Regions from separate parts of the Mus musculus genome. Here region 2 is linked to region 1. A link is a contact called in public Hi-C data. All regions are on one chromosome and are shown on one strand. The core of a region is the stretch at or near the end of the contact, and the rest is flanking DNA. Distances in the headings are between cores, read along the strand shown. Region 1 overlaps Lcp2 (lymphocyte cytosolic protein 2). Region 2 holds the start of 4930469K13Rik (RIKEN cDNA 4930469K13 gene).

Evidence for each region. Hi-C and Micro-C count contacts between places; a contact is called where the count stands out from the background.
Region 2: a contact with region 1 is called in a Hi-C map of regulatory T cells, with 1.6 times the contacts expected there. The contact joins the promoter of 4930469K13Rik here to the enhancer-like site in region 1. A contact is called at or near these places in 6 of 484 Hi-C or Micro-C datasets (T follicular helper cells, Th1 cells, double positive thymocytes and 2 more), 4 of 115 datasets of contacts at active chromatin or transcription factors (CD8 T cells, the HPC-7 cell line, the SCID.adh cell line and 1 more) and 3 of 9 other capture datasets (adipose tissue, liver and pancreatic islet).

The regions. Positions count from the first base shown.
Region 1 is chr11:34,062,075-34,066,406 of GRCm38.p6, reverse strand. The region is part of intron 3 of Lcp2 (lymphocyte cytosolic protein 2); the gene reads right to left. The region is part of intron 4 of 4930469K13Rik (RIKEN cDNA 4930469K13 gene); the gene reads left to right. Among named protein-coding and RNA genes, the nearest start is that of Lcp2, 17 kb to the right of the region's middle. Within about 2 kb of position 2,181, at least 135 of the 459 cell types and tissues checked have an H3K27ac peak or open chromatin away from gene starts, as enhancers often do. A contact at or near this core is called in CD8 T cells, the HPC-7 cell line, the SCID.adh cell line and 6 more, where this site is marked.
Region 2 is chr11:34,096,753-34,101,084 of GRCm38.p6, reverse strand. It overlaps 4930469K13Rik (RIKEN cDNA 4930469K13 gene), which reads left to right and starts at 2,531. Exons shown (of 5, transcript NR_155520.1): 1 at 2,531-2,569; 2 at 4,240-4,332.

The sequences.
Region 1 (4,332 bases), core at 932-3,431:
GCTCAGGCGCACCATACAGAACCAGCAAGTCCCCAAACACCAGCATAGGGAGAGCCTTGGCTTCCAGACTGTTTCTCAAGTAGGCCCTAGCAATCCTCAAAGCTCTAGAACCGAAAACTCCACATTGCAGACTCCAGGAGTAAGAGAAGGAACTTCAGAGCTCATCCTAATTATATTTTGTAGGAGATGACAGGGGCTCAAACAAAAGGAAGGATATTGTAGATTAGTGATGAACGCCACCTGTCTCCACAGCACACATACTAGCCCATCCTCTCTAGTTTCCAACTCAGTATTCTTTCAAGGTACCACACCCACACCCTTGTGCAATTCTCTCTGCATTGTCCTCTTCCTAGCTGTGATAGCTACACTCAATCTGTGTCCCTTCTGCTGGTTGGCAGCTCATGGAAACAAGTTAGCCTAGTGCAAATTGGCTAGATTAGCAAGGGCAGTCCTTAACAACCCCTAACATTTCTATTCCTTCCTCAGCTTCTAACTCACTGCTCAGGACTCTCCGATCTCAGAGGAGTGACAGGGCAGATGAACTTGAGCAGCTGAGCGACTCAAGAGAACAGACAAACAAGGCAATGGGAAGCCCTCCATAGGAACCCCATTGTTGGAACTTTAGACTTGAAGCACCATCTACAGCATTAGTTCTCAACCAGAGGGTTGAGGTCCCTTTGAGGGGTGGAATGACCCTTTCGTAGGGGCTGCCTAAGACCATTGGAAAACCCATGACAATTCATAACAGTAACAAAATTACAGCTATGAAGTAGCAACAAAAAAAATTTTATGGTTGGGGGGGTCACCACACATGAGGAACTGTATTAAAGGGTCACAACATTAGGAAGGGTGAGGACCGCCTGCTCTAGAGGGAAAAGCACTTGAAAGTTGAGGTAGGGCCGGGGTGGAAGGGGTAAAGTGGGACAGTGGGAAGGTGGGGGAGACATACAAGGGGCTTTCTAGTTTTCTCTAAACACAACATAAGGATGTGTGTAACATAATTATGGCCACATGTGACCTGGCAGTAGTTGTTTAGAGAAGATAGCAGACAGGCTAAAGGTCTCCTATATGATGGTTAGAGGAATGTCTGTCCTGCATCCTGCCAGGGTGGGTGGCAGCAGCTGCAGCAGCCACTTCTGTCCTGCCCTGTCACCTGCTTACTTTAATGCACGCACTGAAGCCCTTCTAAGTGCCAAGAACTCTGCTAGGCACTCAGAAAGTCCATCCCAGAACAACAAAAGAAGCTCTGCTCTTGGATTGTAGAGAGAAGCAGACAAGGGACCTGAGGAAATGGCTCAGTCAGTAAAGTGCTTGCTGCACAAGGCATGTGGACCTGTGGGATACCTTTGATCCCCATAACCATATAAAAACTAAGTGTGGCACAGTGCACTTGTAATCCCAGCACAGGGAAGGCAGAGACAGGAAGATCCATGAGATCCATGCAACAGCCAGCGGAGCCCCAGACTGTAATGAAAGACCCTGTTCTAACAAAGCAAGGTGAATTACTCCTGAAGAATGAAAGCTGAAGTCTTGTCTTTACACACATATCTCATACACACCTACATGCATATACACAAATAAATAAATAAATAAATAAATAAATAAGAGAAAGCTAGAACGTGTGTGTGTGTGTGTGTGTGTGTGTGTGTGTGTGTGTGTGTGTGTATGTGTGTGTGTGTGTGTGAGAGAGAGAGAGGGGGGGGGCAGGTAAAATAATGAATGATGTTTATTTGAGACAGCCTGCATAGTACATGCTGGCTTGAAATTTGAAATCTTCCTGTTTCGGCCTCTTGAGGGGTGAGATTAAAGGTGCATGCTACCACCTGGCTAATAATGAACTCTTACACAAATAATGTTCAAAGTAAGAGGGAACCACATCTGCTCATGTGATGGTGGGAAGTGCTTGAGCAGGAAGATAGTGGGCTTACAATTTAAAACTACCGGTACTCAACAAGTAGGTATCATTTGAGCAAGGGCCTGAGGAAGGTGGAACTGAGCCAGAACTCAATTCTCCTACCCCACAGAGCTTCGCTGGGCTTTAGCTGGCTCCCACATGCTTGGGACTCTTCAAAATGTCTCCTACTCTGTGCAGTGGCACTTCTCGCCAGTATCTCTCACAGCCAGGCAGGGGCTGCTGGGGCTCTAGCTGGAAAGGAAGGAAATGCTAAACCACAGGCCCCATGCAGAGCAGCAAAGAGCTGAGAAAGGCAGGAAGGTGCACTGTGCAGGAGGCAGCAAAGCCTAGGCCTCCCATGATGGCTGCAAAGAGCTTCTGAGAAGCCTTCCTAAACTGTGGGGACCCCCTCACCCAGGTGGGGGGCAGACAGGGTGGGGGCAAAGGGAAGCAGGTAGACTGTTGAGTTGTTTTGCTAGCCAGAGGGCAGGGAAGTGGCTGTCAGCTTTGCCCAGACCTACCAAGTTGCACCCCACCCCCAGTGGATCAAATGACAGTGAATGGCAGAGATGACACAGCCTCTCTCTCTCTGCACAAACCCCTAGCCCTCTCTCTCCAACCTGGGAAGGAGGAAGAGAAGGCTGGGGATCCACACAGTAGTTCCTTCTGCTTTCCCTCATCTGAGAGTGGCGCTGGCCCTGGGAAGAGACTGAGCCTCTCAAAGGAAGTCAAACCACATAGTGACCTAGGTCCCAGCCGAAAAGTATCTCTAACTTGCTGCATGACTGGGCCAGACTTCATTGTCATAGTCAGTCTGTCTCTCCAAGTGATGTATAAGGAACAGAAGCCTCAGGTCTGAGATTCTGACTATAATGTCCTATCCCAAGGCCAGCATCTTCTATGTGTCTTCAGGAAAGCATTTTCTATGCAAATATCAAAGATTTTTGTTTATTTGTTCGTTTGTTTGTTTTAATCTTTCTTGTTAGTAGGTTACATTTGACAACTTGACTTCCTGCACATCAGGATCACCTATGCACCTGTCACATAAGTCCCCAGGCCTCCCCCAGGGTCTGCAGAATCTCACAGTGACTGGGGACTAACTCCTACAAACCCGTGGCAGTTCTAATGATCAGAAAGTCTTGCAGAGTAACACCTGTCACTCTTGATTCCAGTGGAGATTGTTATTCACAAAAAGGCAGAGAAGAGGAAAGAAGAGAAGGAAGTTTGTAATTATGAAAGGAGTAAGGTTGGAGAGTGGAGTGAAAGAGACTCCAGGGCCTCATCGAACTGAATCTGCCCCCAGCTCTTCTCCATAGTCCGAGAGTCCGTTCTAGTATCAACTTCACTAACTGTATTCCACTTGTGAACCTTGAGCCAAATGTGCTGATCACTCAGGAAGAAAGAAATGCAAAGGGAAGAGAGATAAAGCAGGAGAGAGAGAGAGAGAGAGAGAGAGAGAGAGAGAGAGAGAGAGAGAGAGAGAGAGAGACAGAGAGACAGAGAGACAGAGACAGAGAGACAGAGAGACAGAGACAGAGAGAGACAGAGAAACAGAGACAAAGAAACAGAGACAGAGTGTGCATCAGAGCACGGCACACACGTTAGGCCTTGTCTAACACAAATTTAAGTTCTGCTGCCTCAGTTGCACCATATGTCTAGTAGCCATATGTCATAGCTTGACCGGTAAAACTGCTTCCTACTCCCATTTTGGTTGGCATGCTTCCTTGGAAGGCTAATATCTTGCCTGGATGTCTCTCCAGTACATCATACCCCAAGGCCCAGGACAGGGTAGACATGCACACCTGCCTGGAGCGGCACTTGTCAGGGTGTCTTCTTCTACCTTGGCCTCAGCCCTCCTCCAAGAACTCCAGCACCATTATGGCCTCTGCTTCCAATTTCATCCTTCTCTAAGGAAACTAAGTGCTCTCTACCTTAAAATTCCTTCCTTTTTGAACCAAGAGGCAAATCTTCCAAATCATTCCTTAGCCAGAGAAGAGTCACATCTGTCTGATGACTCAGGAAGGGCCTCTCATGGCCTCTTAGATCTCAGGGGAATACCATATGTAGATGAAAAAAATCCCAGGGAGCAACATGGCCTCCCGACTCTCTAGATGAGCTTCCTGCCTACCGTCTACCTGGATCTCCCAGCCATTTGCATGGCAAGCACAGGTAGTTAGCTCTGTCTGTGAAACTCCTGGCAACTTGGAGTCAGTGTCCACGTGCAGCTGAGCCCTTAAGTAGAGTTTCCTGGACTTAACATTGGAGGAAAAAATCTGGCAGTTGAGATGAAGCACTCTTCATTGGGAAGGATGTTAAGGGTCTGGGCACTTGGAATGGGATTAGCCAGTGGATGGTAGAGGGAAGATGCATGCTGGGGGGGGGGGGGCAGGGTGTTCAAATTAATAATTGCTTCTGTGTTGCTGGGGGCTGATTATTTA
Region 2 (4,332 bases), core at 1,282-3,781, 34 kb before region 1:
TCCTCTGCTACATATGAAGCTGGAGCCATGGGTCCCTCCATGTGTATGCGTACTCTTTGGTTGGTGGTTTAGTCCCTGGGAGCTCTGGGGGGTCAGGTTAGTTGATAGTGTTGTTCTTCCTATGTGGTTGCAGTCCCCCTTAGCTCCTCCAGTCCTTCCCCTAACTCTTTCATTGGGGATCCCTGGGTTCAGTCTGATGGTTGGCTGTGAGAATCAACATCTGTATTGGTCAGGTGCTGGCAGAGTCTCTCAGGGGCCTATACCAGGCTACTGCCAGCAAGTACTTTTTGGCATTAGCAATAGTATCAGGGTTTGGTGTCGGCAGGTGGGATCGATTCTTATGTGGGGTGGTCTCTGGATGGCCTTTCCTTCAGTGTCTGTTCCATTTTTTGTCTCTGCATTTCCTTTAGATAGGAACGATTCTGGGTTAAAATTTTTGAGATGGGTGGGTAGCCCCATCCCTCAACTGGGGGCCATGCCTGTATACTGGAGATGGTCTCTACAGATTCTATCTCCCCTTTGTTGGGTATTTTGGCTAATTTAAAAAAAACCAAAAACCAAAAACGAAAAACCAAAAACCAAAAACGAAAAACCAAAAACCAAAAAAACTTCAGCTTAGCGACTGGTATCCTGGATTTGAAGACACCCAGAATGATGCAGTATCAAAGAGAAGAATCGAATCACAGATGCAATGAACTCCGTGGTTTTGCCATTTCCTGGCTGTGGACCCTGGAGCAGGGCAGGAATTAAGCTCTGTGAGAGTAAGCTGCTTTTTCTATTTAACTGGGATAATAGCTACTTCAGAGCTGTCAGAAGAGGAAAGCTCCTAGCATAACAGATGATACAATGTGAGCTCAGAGAACATCCTTTGTCATTGTTTAGTGCCCACTTATATTCTCATAACTCCTGGCACCTAAAGGAAATAAGACATCAAGAGTTTACTTTAAAAATATTAAGCAAGGGGAAATGGGTGCAGGAAACTATGAAGCCACAGCACCAAGGAGGGCTGAGTCTGGAAGACTGTCTCTAGAAATTTGACAATTGTATGACTATCACACTTAGAAAAGGAAGGCATGTCAGGGAATGTCTAATTCTGGATCGACAAATCCCACTAGTGATATGAAGGACGCTTATATGGGGCCCATAGGCATCAAAACACATATACTCGTGGTGAGTTACACCTCTTGCAATTCTTTCCATCTTTCTGACTCTATTCAGATGGAAGTCTCAGCTTGTTCTAAATGGCCTGTGACACTTTCCTGACCAATAAGAACTCGTTTTAAACAAAGACCAGGCTCTGACACGGCATCAAGCAAGAGGCAAGCTCACACAGCATAAAATATCACCCTGTTTTCATTGCCTGTGGGTCCTCCTGTTTACCTTCTGGTCACATTTTACTCCACTTATACTGGGGGTGTGTTTTTTTAAAGTAAATTTAAAAGGAGTGGAGTCTAAGATGTGATAGTAATACTAACATACTAGGTACCGTAATAATGCAGGCTTCAATAAGCTGTTATATGTTAGCAATGACTGAAACTTAGCCCTTGCCTCTCCCAAGGAAACCCAATGAGGAAATGAGGGCTCAGAAGAAAAAAAGATACTCTTGTAGAGCCACACAGCTAGCTATCATCAGGACTGATGCTCAGTTCTCCTATGGCTTCCTCATCTATTTAACTCAGCATCAGACAAACTCAACATTGTTAAACTGGAGATAAACAAAACGTAAAATGACCAACAGGCTGTGCTGTGGGTTGCCACCAGGAAGGAACTGGTTCGATAAGGCACTGAACTGTAGGAGAGGCCTGGGGAAATCAGAATGTCCTTGTACCTGATGCTGGAGACCTACGATCTCGGCACATCTTGGATAATAACTCAGAGCACCATGTCAAATACCTGGGGCGGTTTCAAAGCGTGTAGCGTCAGGGATTCCTCTTGGAATCAAGCACAGATGGCTTGAATCCCAGCTTCTTCACTTGGCAAGAAATCACTGTGTCGTCGGCTCATCTGTATCCTATTCAGCTGAAAAATTTGTAAGCCTGATACCAGTAAACAGTTACAGGACAGTTATTACCAGCCAAACCCCTCTGATTAATTATCTTACTTAGCCCTCAAAATATTATTCCAAGATATTTTTATAGCTCCTAAGATGGGGGTGGGAATTTGGTCTTAAGAGTTTATTTAGTGTAGGCTTCAAACCAAACCAGTCAGTCTAGAATCTGCCCTTAGCTCCAGCACTGCACTGTGGAAAGAAAATAACCCATAAGGGTTATAAAGCTGGCACCTAGGAAGCAAAATTGTCAAGGCCTTGTTGGTAGTCTCAAGAGGAGTCACTTGCAGCCTAGAATCCGCAATTTTCCGTTGAGTTTCTTATTTAAGACTACAATTCCCAGAATGCCACGGGTGTAGGACCAAACCAATCAAAATGCTGTGGGCATAGACGCTGACCAATCAGGTAGACAGAGACACTAGCCAATCAGGAAGCATAGCCTGGATTTCCCGCCCTCTCTCCACAGCTAATGTTGACTTGACTGACTGTTGAAGGTTCGGCCTCACCAGATCCGTTGACGAGGTGATTTGTGGTGATCATTTGGAAAGTTGAGGCGTATTTGAAGCCGTTCAGTAACCAAGCTAACTTCAGGGCTGTGGAGTGGGTGGGGAAGGGGCACCCAGAAGGTGAACGAGGCCTGTGTAAACTTCCAGAAACTTCCAGGCGGTGGGAATTTCCAGGCTGCCTTAGGCCCGGCCTCAGGGGCTGAGCGAGTGTTGTGCACTGGGAACTCGGGGACCCCTGGAGAGTAGAGATCCTCAAAATCTGCTCTTGAAAGCCTCGCTTGAGGTTTGAGGGCCCTAGCAGGGCTCTGTGGGCACGTGCATCAGTGGTGTCATGCCCTCCCTGTATAGCATGTTGACTTCTGACGTGGCCTAGTCCTCTGGGTGTGGATCTTCTGTGCCCAGTTAGTAGCCATTTTTATAACTATAAGGCTGAGCTGTGGCCAGCCCTGTGGGATTCGAGCCTCCTAAGTCTTCTGATGCTCTCTCTCCTACCCACTGGGTGGAGCTCAGGACATTCTGATTCATTTACTTCCGTTTCTGTGTTTTATTATTAATAATTAGGCTTTATACTTATTCTTTAAAACTATATTTCTACCCCCCCCCAAAAAAAAACATCCAAATCTTGGATTTGGCATGTGCACGTGAGATTGTTCTTTATGCTCTTGTTTTAATATTCAGGATCTTAGAGGTTATGCAAAGCGTGTCTCTCTCCTTAATGTCTGGAGAAAAAAAGAAGTTTTACAGCTGCCATGAAGGAAGTGAGGGAAAACAGGATACATGACTGAAATTCAGGAAAATACAAAAACACGGGCTAACTTGGTGATTCACTTGATTTCATTATCCAGCACAAATAATCCTCACCTGTAACTACCCAGCTTTTACCTGGCAGGAACAGTCTAGGCCAATTTCGGTTTACTTTTCAAGTCATTTTGAGGAGTTTGACTAAAAAGCTAGTTAACATCTAGTCAGCCATCCCTCTGGAGACAGTCTTGGTTAGATATATTTACTGTGCAACGTCGTGTATTTCAGATAATCCAGTGCTTGCTTAATCCTTTCTCGACAATGAATTATAAACACGACATAACATTTTAGTTTTTAGTGTGTGCTTAAAGAAATTACAAGTGGCTACTGTCATTCAAGAGTAAGAGACACGGAATCAACAAAAAATTAGGAAAGCCCCCACACAATTGATAACTGTAAGGTCGTTTGTAAATGTTGAGGATTTCTGAAAAGGGGACTTTGTTTCTATTGTAAGGGCCCCATCTTGTGGATGTGTCTTGGATGTGAGAAGAACCCTCACCCTAAGAATTCCACTTGCAATGGTTCTCATCTGGAAAACCAAAACAGGTTGATGCTTTCCTGGGTATAAGAAAAGACAATGACTTTAGTTCTGAGATAACACTTTTTTTTCTTTTGTAAACTACCTAAATTTTAATTTTTTAAAAAAATATACATGTGTGTGTGCCCTGTGTTGCATGGGTGTCTGAAGAGGCCAGAAAAGGACATTGGACCCCTGGAGCTGGAGTTGTAAACAGTCCTGGGGAACCATTGTCCAGTGTGAGTGCTGGGAATGGAATTTAGGTTGAAGGAGCTGTAAGTCCTCTTGACTGCTGAACCACCTCACCAACCCCCCAATGCAAATAGCTCTGCTCCTATATATTGCTTCTGTTTCTCTTTTATAATCAGATGTTTAAGAATAATCATCATGACCACAAGCAAAAAGTGGAAGCCATGATTAAGAACATTAATACAATTTCTTTGGAGGTGAAGAAGATGAAA